Regions from separate parts of the Danio rerio genome. Here region 1 is linked to region 2. A link is a contact called in public HiChIP or PLAC-seq data. All regions are on one chromosome and are shown on one strand. Each heading gives the region's core, a stretch centred on a gene start, on an enhancer-like site or on the middle of the called end of the contact. The rest is flanking DNA. Distances are from core to core; before and after follow the strand shown. Region 1 holds the start of septin15 (septin 15). Region 2 holds the start of ccl33.2 (chemokine (C-C motif) ligand 33, duplicate 2).

Region 1 (4,487 bases), core at 1,695-4,194, 58 kb after region 2:
TAAAATTCAACCATGAATTATTAATTACAGAATTTTTGATAGCATAGCATAGCCCTCGCTAATGCTGACACGCACCACTCAAATATTGTAACTACTCGTCACAACTACGCATATCGCTAATTCTGTGATTGGCCGGCTTGGTAGTGATGACGAGCATGGGCGATGCTGAGAGCCATAAGCCCGATGGAGCGAGTGTTTACAAGTGTCGAGTCAAGGAGCTTCAGATGGAGACTTTGTTTTGTGTTTACCTTATGATTAAAGTTGTAGCAGGTCTGCCGGTTCCCGCATCTGAATGATTAAATTTGAGCTACTTGTAGCATTCAGAAAAAAAAAACACACACACTAAGAAACTCGACACAAAGAACATAAAAACCTACTGCCAACCAGCTTTCGGTAATGTTATTGCAGACTGATCAACAAACAGCGTGCAAAAATATAGACACACAACTACACCAAGGCAGGCACCGTGGGTCATGCTGATCACTCGGTGTAGAAGTATAAACTAGACCTAAGTTTCATACAAATTCAATGCAAATGCCTGACTAAAGGCGAATTATTGATGTGCAGTGCAAATTACATGGTGTGTTTGCTGTGAACGTGTGGAATTTGCGTCAAATATTTGTCTTCCGAATTCAATAAAGTTGTGAAAATTTCTGTGAGGGGTAAAACATCCCATGAGTAAACAAGGGCAAGTGATTAAGTGCTCTGCATTTGGTGTGAACTAAGCATTAACCATGATTTTATTTTAATAATAATCTTTTCTTACTCTACTTACCATAGTTCAAACACTGTATTTAAATTAGGTAAACCCGCCATGCTATATTGTAACATGGTATCGTAATGTTGCCTAAATCTCAAAAAATTGATGTGCTTCACATTTCAATATTCATGTTTTCTTCCAAAAAATAAGCTTCTGAAATTAAAGAATTGCAATTAAGTGTCTGTATTCTCCTTAAAATAACTGTGGGAAGAAAGATCTAACAAAATCTAACAGAATTTTAAGCTAAAAAGATGGAAATGTGAGATGCAAACTCTGAATTGCAAAAAAATGAAAGGACAGTTTTTAGTATAGTAATGAAAAAAAGATAAAGAGTTATGAGTAACAAAATGGTAAGTTAAGAGAATCTATTATGTAAAGCTGTTACTATTGATGTAAAGCTGTTTTACAGTCACACATTCAGACTTTCTCCTTAATAATATAGTTACAGAAACGTTTTCTTTACAAATCCTAAATGTGGAAATCCTATTGGCAATTAATGGCCAACAAAGTACAACATTATTCAGTCAATTAAACAAAGCAAATGTTGTTTTGAAGTCATTTTTTACATGTAATTTCAGACTGAATATTCAAAGTTGCATGGTAAACAATGTATGGAGCGTGTTACAAATTGTCACTGAATAAATTTGTGAATATTAAACTAACTTTACTATCAAATACTAAGGTAAAGCTGCTTTTATATTCGCACATTCAGTCAGTGACAACTTGTGACATTCTCCCTATATTGTTTACCATGGTACTTTGAATGATCGGTTACATGCATTTGATTTGCGTCAACTTTTTTTTTTAGAGTTCAAATAAGTTGTGAAAACTTCTGTGAAGGGGAAAAACATCCCATGAGTAAACTAGAGCAAGTGACGATGTGCTCTGCGTTTGGTGTGAAAACAGCATTATAAAAATTAACCATGATTTTATTTTTAATAATAACCTTTTGTGCTCTATTTACCAGAGTTTAACCACTGTATCTAATTTAGTTAAACATGCCACGCTGTATTGTAACATGAGTTGTGTAGGCTAAATCTCCAAAATCAGAGTTTTACATCTCACAACTAATATTCTATTCCAAGAAATTGCCTTTTCAAATGACAGAATTGTAATTATGTCTATGTTCTCAATAAAATAACTGTGAGAAAAAAAAATCCAGGTTTAGAGAAAATAAATCAAATAAATTGGGAAAAATCAGGACAGCAAACTCAGAATTTGAAGGTAAAAACAACGGAAATATGAGACGGAAATATGTAAAGTTGTTTTTTTATTCACACATTCAGAGTTTTTTCTTAATACTTAAGTCACGAATATTCAAAGTAGCTTGGTAAACAATAAATGGACTGTGTCACAAGTTGTCACTGAATGATAAAACCAACTTTACCTCAATATGAGTACTACAGAACACTGGAAAGTATATTGAGGTAAATTTGGTTTTATATTCGCACATTCATTCAGTAATACATGACATGCTCCCCATAGTGTTTCCCACGCTACTTTGAATATTTAGTCTAAAATCAAATGCAATTATGATTTCAAAACAACATTAGCACTCTTTAATTGTCTGTTAACAATTTTGTACATTGATAGTTACTGGCTGGTAATATAATCTCCCATATTAGAATTAGCAAAAAACTCTTCTAATACTCTTCTGAAACGAAATTATCAAGGGAAAATACTGAATGAGGTAAAATAAAACTAGCTTTACCTCAATGTATCAAATAAATCGCTATCAGCGCAATTAAGAGAGTAAATAAATAATAGCTGGATACTTTTAAGCAGTACATGTGAAAGCGGCTTGCCACAACAGATGAATGATTAGCGGCCAGTCACACTTGGAATCATCTCGCCCACCACCATGCAAATACAAGAATCAATAAGCCTGGTGTGTATTAAATGCATTATCTCCCCAGATTTAGACAAATGAATGAATATTGTACTCACTGCAACGCTGGACACAGCTGAGTCGGGTCTCTCGATCATTGTCCTGTGACAACACCCACTCTGAATCCCAATAGATCAGGCATAAAAAGATGAGTCGACTCTAATAAAAAGCGGTCGAGAGCAGAAGACGAACCCTTACGGCGCACTCGGGCTTGGACTAAATTAATGGCTTTTTGGGGAAGGTAAACGTGCAGGGGACGAAAACAGGCATGCGAGCATCGGCCGGGGGAAAAATGTTACAACGCTGCGAGCATGAAAGGCGATTGTCCTCCTCCGGGAGAGATCTACTCCTATTGGACACCAAATGGATGGTTGTGGTGATGTCATGGAATCCCACCCACCCACTCATTTCATTGGCTGACGGGATACTACTATGAATTGTGGTATTTGTAGTTACAAGTAAAAGGATGCGATGGAGATATTTCTACTCATAATACAAATATTTTAGAAATGAGACATGTCAGTATGTAGATATAAAAAAATAGAAAAGAAAAATATTTTAAGTATATTTTTGATAACAGATTATAAGATAAATCATTTAAACTGTAATAAGCCTACATGTGCCCTCAAGTGGAATAATCAAATAGTAGCCTACTTGCAGTGATAAGGTAAAGTTAATTTATATTCACACAAATAAATGTAATATTCACACAGACTTTTTCCTTAATGAAATAATTTTATAAAAGTTTTCTTTGCAAATTCTAATAAGTGCATCATATTAGCAGCCAACGACTATCAAAATATAGGCTAATGTTCACAGTCAAATAAACACTGCTAATGTTGTTTTGAAGTCATTCTTACATGTGATTTCTGGCCGAATATTCAAAGTATTATTGTAAACAATATAGGGATAATGTCACAAGCATTTTTACAATCATTGGTTATAAGTTGTCACTGAACAAATGTGTGAATGTAAAACTAACTTTACCCCAACCTTTAACTTTTGCTATTTTGTTTATAATAATACCAAAGTCCTAATAATATTAGGCTATGTTTTATTATACTACATATTGTTTGTTAACCCTTTAACTGCACCACCAAGAAAAAAAATGTTTGCATTTAATTTAATTTCAAATATTTGCATTTTAACTACTAATGTCGCTAAACACACTCAATACATGTTTTAACACATACCATAATTTCTAAAATATCAACATCTTCCAAATAGTTAATATGTCGGTTTAAGTTAAAAGTACCGGAATTAATACATATTTGATATATTACACATTCCTTTAATCAGTTATGAAGTAGCCCACGTGTGCCCTCAAGTGGAATAATCAAATAGCACTTGCAGTGATGAGGTAAAGTTGGTTTTATATTCACACACTGTGACTTTCTCCTCAATATTATTATTTCATAAAAGTATTTTTTGCAAATTCTAATAAGTGCAATCACATTATCGGCCAATGTATATCAAAATGCATATTTACAGTCAATTAAATAGTGCTAATGTTGTTTTAAAGTTATACTTACATTGGATTTCAGAGTACCATATTCAAAGTACCATAGTAAACAATATAGGGAGCATGTCACAAAGCGTCACTGACGAATGTGTGAATGTAAAACCAAATTTATCCCAATCTTTCACTTTTGCTATTTTGTTTATAATAATAATAATAATAGGCCTAATATTATCCAATTTTTTTGAGTACATAATTGTTTATTACCCTTTTAACTGCCCCACCAAGAAAACTATTTTTGGAATTCGTTTCTTAACTCCTAATGCCACTAGTTAACACAATCCATGCATTTTTATTTCAACACATCAAATAATCTCTAA
Region 2 (4,092 bases), core at 42-2,541:
ATTTTAAAAAAGTTATAACAGGATAAATAAGTGATGGCCTACTTTACCTGAAAATAAGTTTGTCCGTACTGCTCGATCTTTAAATGTTTATAGGTATAAACCATACAAATAACACATTATTTATTTAAAAATTAGTGATGGCTCACTTTACCTAAAAAAAAATTGTCTGTAGGGCTCGATCGTAAAATGTTTTTCTAGGTATAAACCATTCAAATAGCACTTTATATAATGATAAATTAATAACGGCACACTTTACCTGAATAGAAATTTGTCTGTTGTGCTAAATCTTAGGTATAAACTGCAAATAACACTTTAAAAAAAAAAAAAATTAATGGTGGCCCTTTTTACCTGAAGAGAAATTTGTCTGTGGTGCTCGATCTTAAAATCTTTATAGGTAACCATTCAAATAGCACGTTATTTAATGATAAATTAGTGATGGCTCTCTTTACCTGAATAGAAATGTGTTTGTTGTGCTCCATCTTAAAATGTTTATAGGTATAAACTGCAAATACCACATTTTATTTTGATAATTTAGTGATGGCCCACTTTACCTGAAGAGAAATTTGTCTGTAGAGCTCAATCTTAAAATGTTTGTTGGTTTAAACCCTGCAAAAGAACACATTATATAAACTATATTCAAATTGAAATACTCCAGCTCGACCTAAAATTTTACAAAATAACAGAAATACATCTAGGCTGACACATCTTTTAAAAAGTCACCCACTTTACCTGAAGTCACCCTATCTTAAATCCGACCACCAAGCCCTGATCTAGAATCAGCCTTAGTTACAAACAAACATATCTTAAATATTAGCAACTTTTGCACTAAATCAGCCAGAAGATTTGTGTGGGATTTAATGTGCTGGCAAACTTTTAGTGAGCATCAACGAATATCAGTATTTATCAAATCTCAGGTCTGAGTTTCTGTGTAACCTCATGCTAGAACAGTTAAAACAGAAAGCCAAATGTGACTTCAGTTCATACAGAGTTCTGCAAAAACTGACAAACTTTGAGGACGGTGTGTTTATTTCTAAGGTTCAAAGTACTAAATAGTTTATTTATAAAAGTTCACACATTTCTTTGTTTTGTTTCAGATAATCCCCATTTTCCTCATTCCCCAACAGCTCAATTTTCTCCGGGCTCAAAAAGGTATGGTTTTAATATTATAGATTTCCACATTCTACACTACATCATTTTTACAGTGATTAAACAAACATGTTAAATACATTTTTGTAGGGGTTTAACAACTTTGAGCACTTTTTGTGTGAAAACAGACGTGGCTTGGAAAAACAACAAAACGTAGAAGGTCAATGAAATTGAAGCACACATTTTACATCTTTCTTTCTAACTAATTTTGTTTTTAATCTGCCTGCTCATTAATAGAGATAACATGACTGAATCAGCAACCCTCCCCTCATCAACCACACCAGCCTTATCTGTGAGCCAGAAAATGAGCAGTCCGCCCTGCCCATGGATGTCCACCACAACTACCCTTGCCCCTGCCACCACCGCCATCACCACGAGAGCCAAAACCACCACCTTGCCAAAACCTAAACGACAAATTGACAGAAGTTCCATTCCTGGCCGTAAGTTCTGCTGTCATATAATTATAGTTAAGAAAATTGAGCCTGATCTCACAGATGGATGAAAATGACAGATGGATGGATGTAAATGCGGAATGGATGTAAATGACAGATAAATGTAAATGATGAATGGATGGATGGATTTAAATAAGGAATAGATGAATGTAAATGACTGGATGTAAATGATGGATGGATGGATGGATGGATGGATGTACATGACAGGATGTAAATGACAGATAAATTTAAATGATCAATGGATGGATGGATATAAATAAGGGATGGATGAATGTAAATGACAGGATGGAAATGACCAATGGATGGATGGATGAAAAAGACAGATGGATGGATGTAAATGTTGGATGGATGGATGAAAAAGACAGATGGACGGATGAATGGACAAGATGCATAGATGAAAATTCCAGCCTGATCTCACATGGAAACGTAAATATTTTACAATTTGTCAGTTTATTGGCTAATTACAAATTTAGTCATATAAAAAAAAAATGTACGATTTTTAAAAAAGGTGTGACAACAACCCCCACTCCTGAACCCTACCTTCATTGTGGGACAAACTGTACAGCGTAAAATGTACAAATGAGACTGTGCGATTTAGACACTAAATAACAAAAAGTTATGAATTGCAGTGAGATAGCGTTGGATTAATGGACAATGGATGGATGGATGAATGTAAATGACAGATGGATGGAGAAAAATGACTAATGGAGGAAATTGAAGGTTGGATCGATAAAAATGATGGATTAGATTGATGGAAATGACGGATAGATGGACATGACAGATGTATGGATGGATGGATGGGAGGGAATGAATGGATAATATATTAAACAAATCTAAATATATACAAATTTATTGCAAAAAAATTAATTTATTGCAAAAAAATATTTTATTACACTATATTACACATTAATAAATGACACTGTATTATGTCACCAACAGCTGCAGCAGTTCCTATAACCTGTTGCTTTGCCTTCATTGACTTTCCAATACCATACAACAAAATTGTAAGTGCTTTGAGGACAAGTCCCCGCTGTGCTACTAAAGCCATTGTGTAAGTATTTCACTCAACAAGATGTATGTTGAGAACTTGTTTTAAAGATGGCATTGTGTAAGTGTTTCCCTAAAAACAAAAAACATTCTTTTAATTTTATTCTTTAAAATGGCAAATTTTTAAAATAGTTTGTGTATGATTTTCATGAACAAAGTCTGCACTTTCCCCCCTCAGGGTTACGACTCCTAGAACCCAGTTTTGTGTGAAACCAAATGAAGTATGAATAAACATTGTAATGGAAAAACAGCTTCAGAAATGAAACCGCAACACAATACTGTGCACAATATAATACTGTTACTGCTTAATGCAACTGTCCTCTTATTTCTTCAAAATGTATTTTTTCAAATTCTCCTAAACTTTACAGAGTGTTTTGATTTTGTGCTCAATTAATGCAAATAAACAAAAAAACATGTACAGATTATGTCATTTAAATGTGTTCATATTAATATAGTATAGTGCAGTAATCAGACTTATCAGTGTGGTTTATTATTTTATAAAGCAGAAATAAGAGTAAGAAATGTAATATCAGACAGATTCAACGTGCAGCTTCTAGGTAAAGGGGACTGTTTTTGATATTTTAGTTGAATAAGGCTTTATGTATTTACTAACATGAACGATACTTGTACAGGATTTATTATTAATCATAGTTCAACATTTACTAATGCATCATTAAAATACAAAATTCATTAACATTAATTGCATTGTGATCGCGATGTGTGAATGTAAGTTAACATGAACTAACAATGAACAACTTTATTTCCATTAATTAACAAAGAATAAATGTAATAAATGTACTGTTCATGTCATGTTCATGTATTAACATTATACAACCATATTACATTTTTTTAATGATGAGTCTTTTGGCTGTGAACAGTGTTTCTGGAAAATACAGACCCACATGACATGAAAAGAAAAAAAAAAAAAGTCTGTAGAGCTCCCTCTTGAAATGTTTATTGCTATAAATCCAGTAAATAACACATTCTTTGATGGTAAATTAATGGTGGCCCACTTTACCTGATAAGAAATTTGTCTGTAGAGCATGATCTTGAAATGTTATTGGCATAAACCCCGAAAACAGCACATTATTTAATGATAAATTAGTGATGACACTTTACCTCAAAAAGAAATGTCCATAGTGCTCTGCCTTTAAATGTTAATTGGTATAAACCCTGCAAATGCCACGTAATTTAATAAGAAATTAGTGACGGCCTACTTTACCTGAAAATAAATGTGTCTGTAGTGTTTATTCTTTAAATGCTTATTGATATAAACCCTGCAAATAGCACATTATTTAAACATAAATTAGTGTTGGCCCACTTTATCTTAATGAAGAAATTTGTCTGTACTGCTCAATCTTGAAATGTTTATTGGTACCTGCAAATAACACCGTACTTAATGATAAATAGTAGTGTTCCACTCTATCAAAAAAAAAAAAAATAGAAA

The links. HiChIP or PLAC-seq counts read pairs in DNA pulled down with a chosen protein or histone mark.
Region 1: a contact with region 2 is called in an H3K4me3 HiChIP or PLAC-seq map of gastrula embryo, with 6 times the contacts expected there. The contact joins the promoter of septin15 here to the promoter of ccl33.2 in region 2. A contact is called at or near these places in 1 of 18 Hi-C or Micro-C datasets (hematopoietic stem cells) and 3 of 4 datasets of contacts at active chromatin or transcription factors (caudal fin, embryo and gastrula embryo).

The regions. Positions count from the first base shown.
Region 1 is chr25:13,790,069-13,794,555 of GRCz12tu, forward strand. septin15 (septin 15) reads right to left here and starts at 2,945. Exons shown (of 13, transcript NM_001077743.1): 1 at 2,708-2,945. The coding sequence starts at 2,746.
Region 2 is chr25:13,733,956-13,738,047 of GRCz12tu, forward strand. ccl33.2 (chemokine (C-C motif) ligand 33, duplicate 2) reads left to right here and starts at 1,292. Exons shown (of 3, transcript NM_001128278.2): 1 at 1,292-1,586; 2 at 2,538-2,649; 3 at 2,824-2,960. The coding sequence starts at 1,391. The coding sequence ends at 2,872.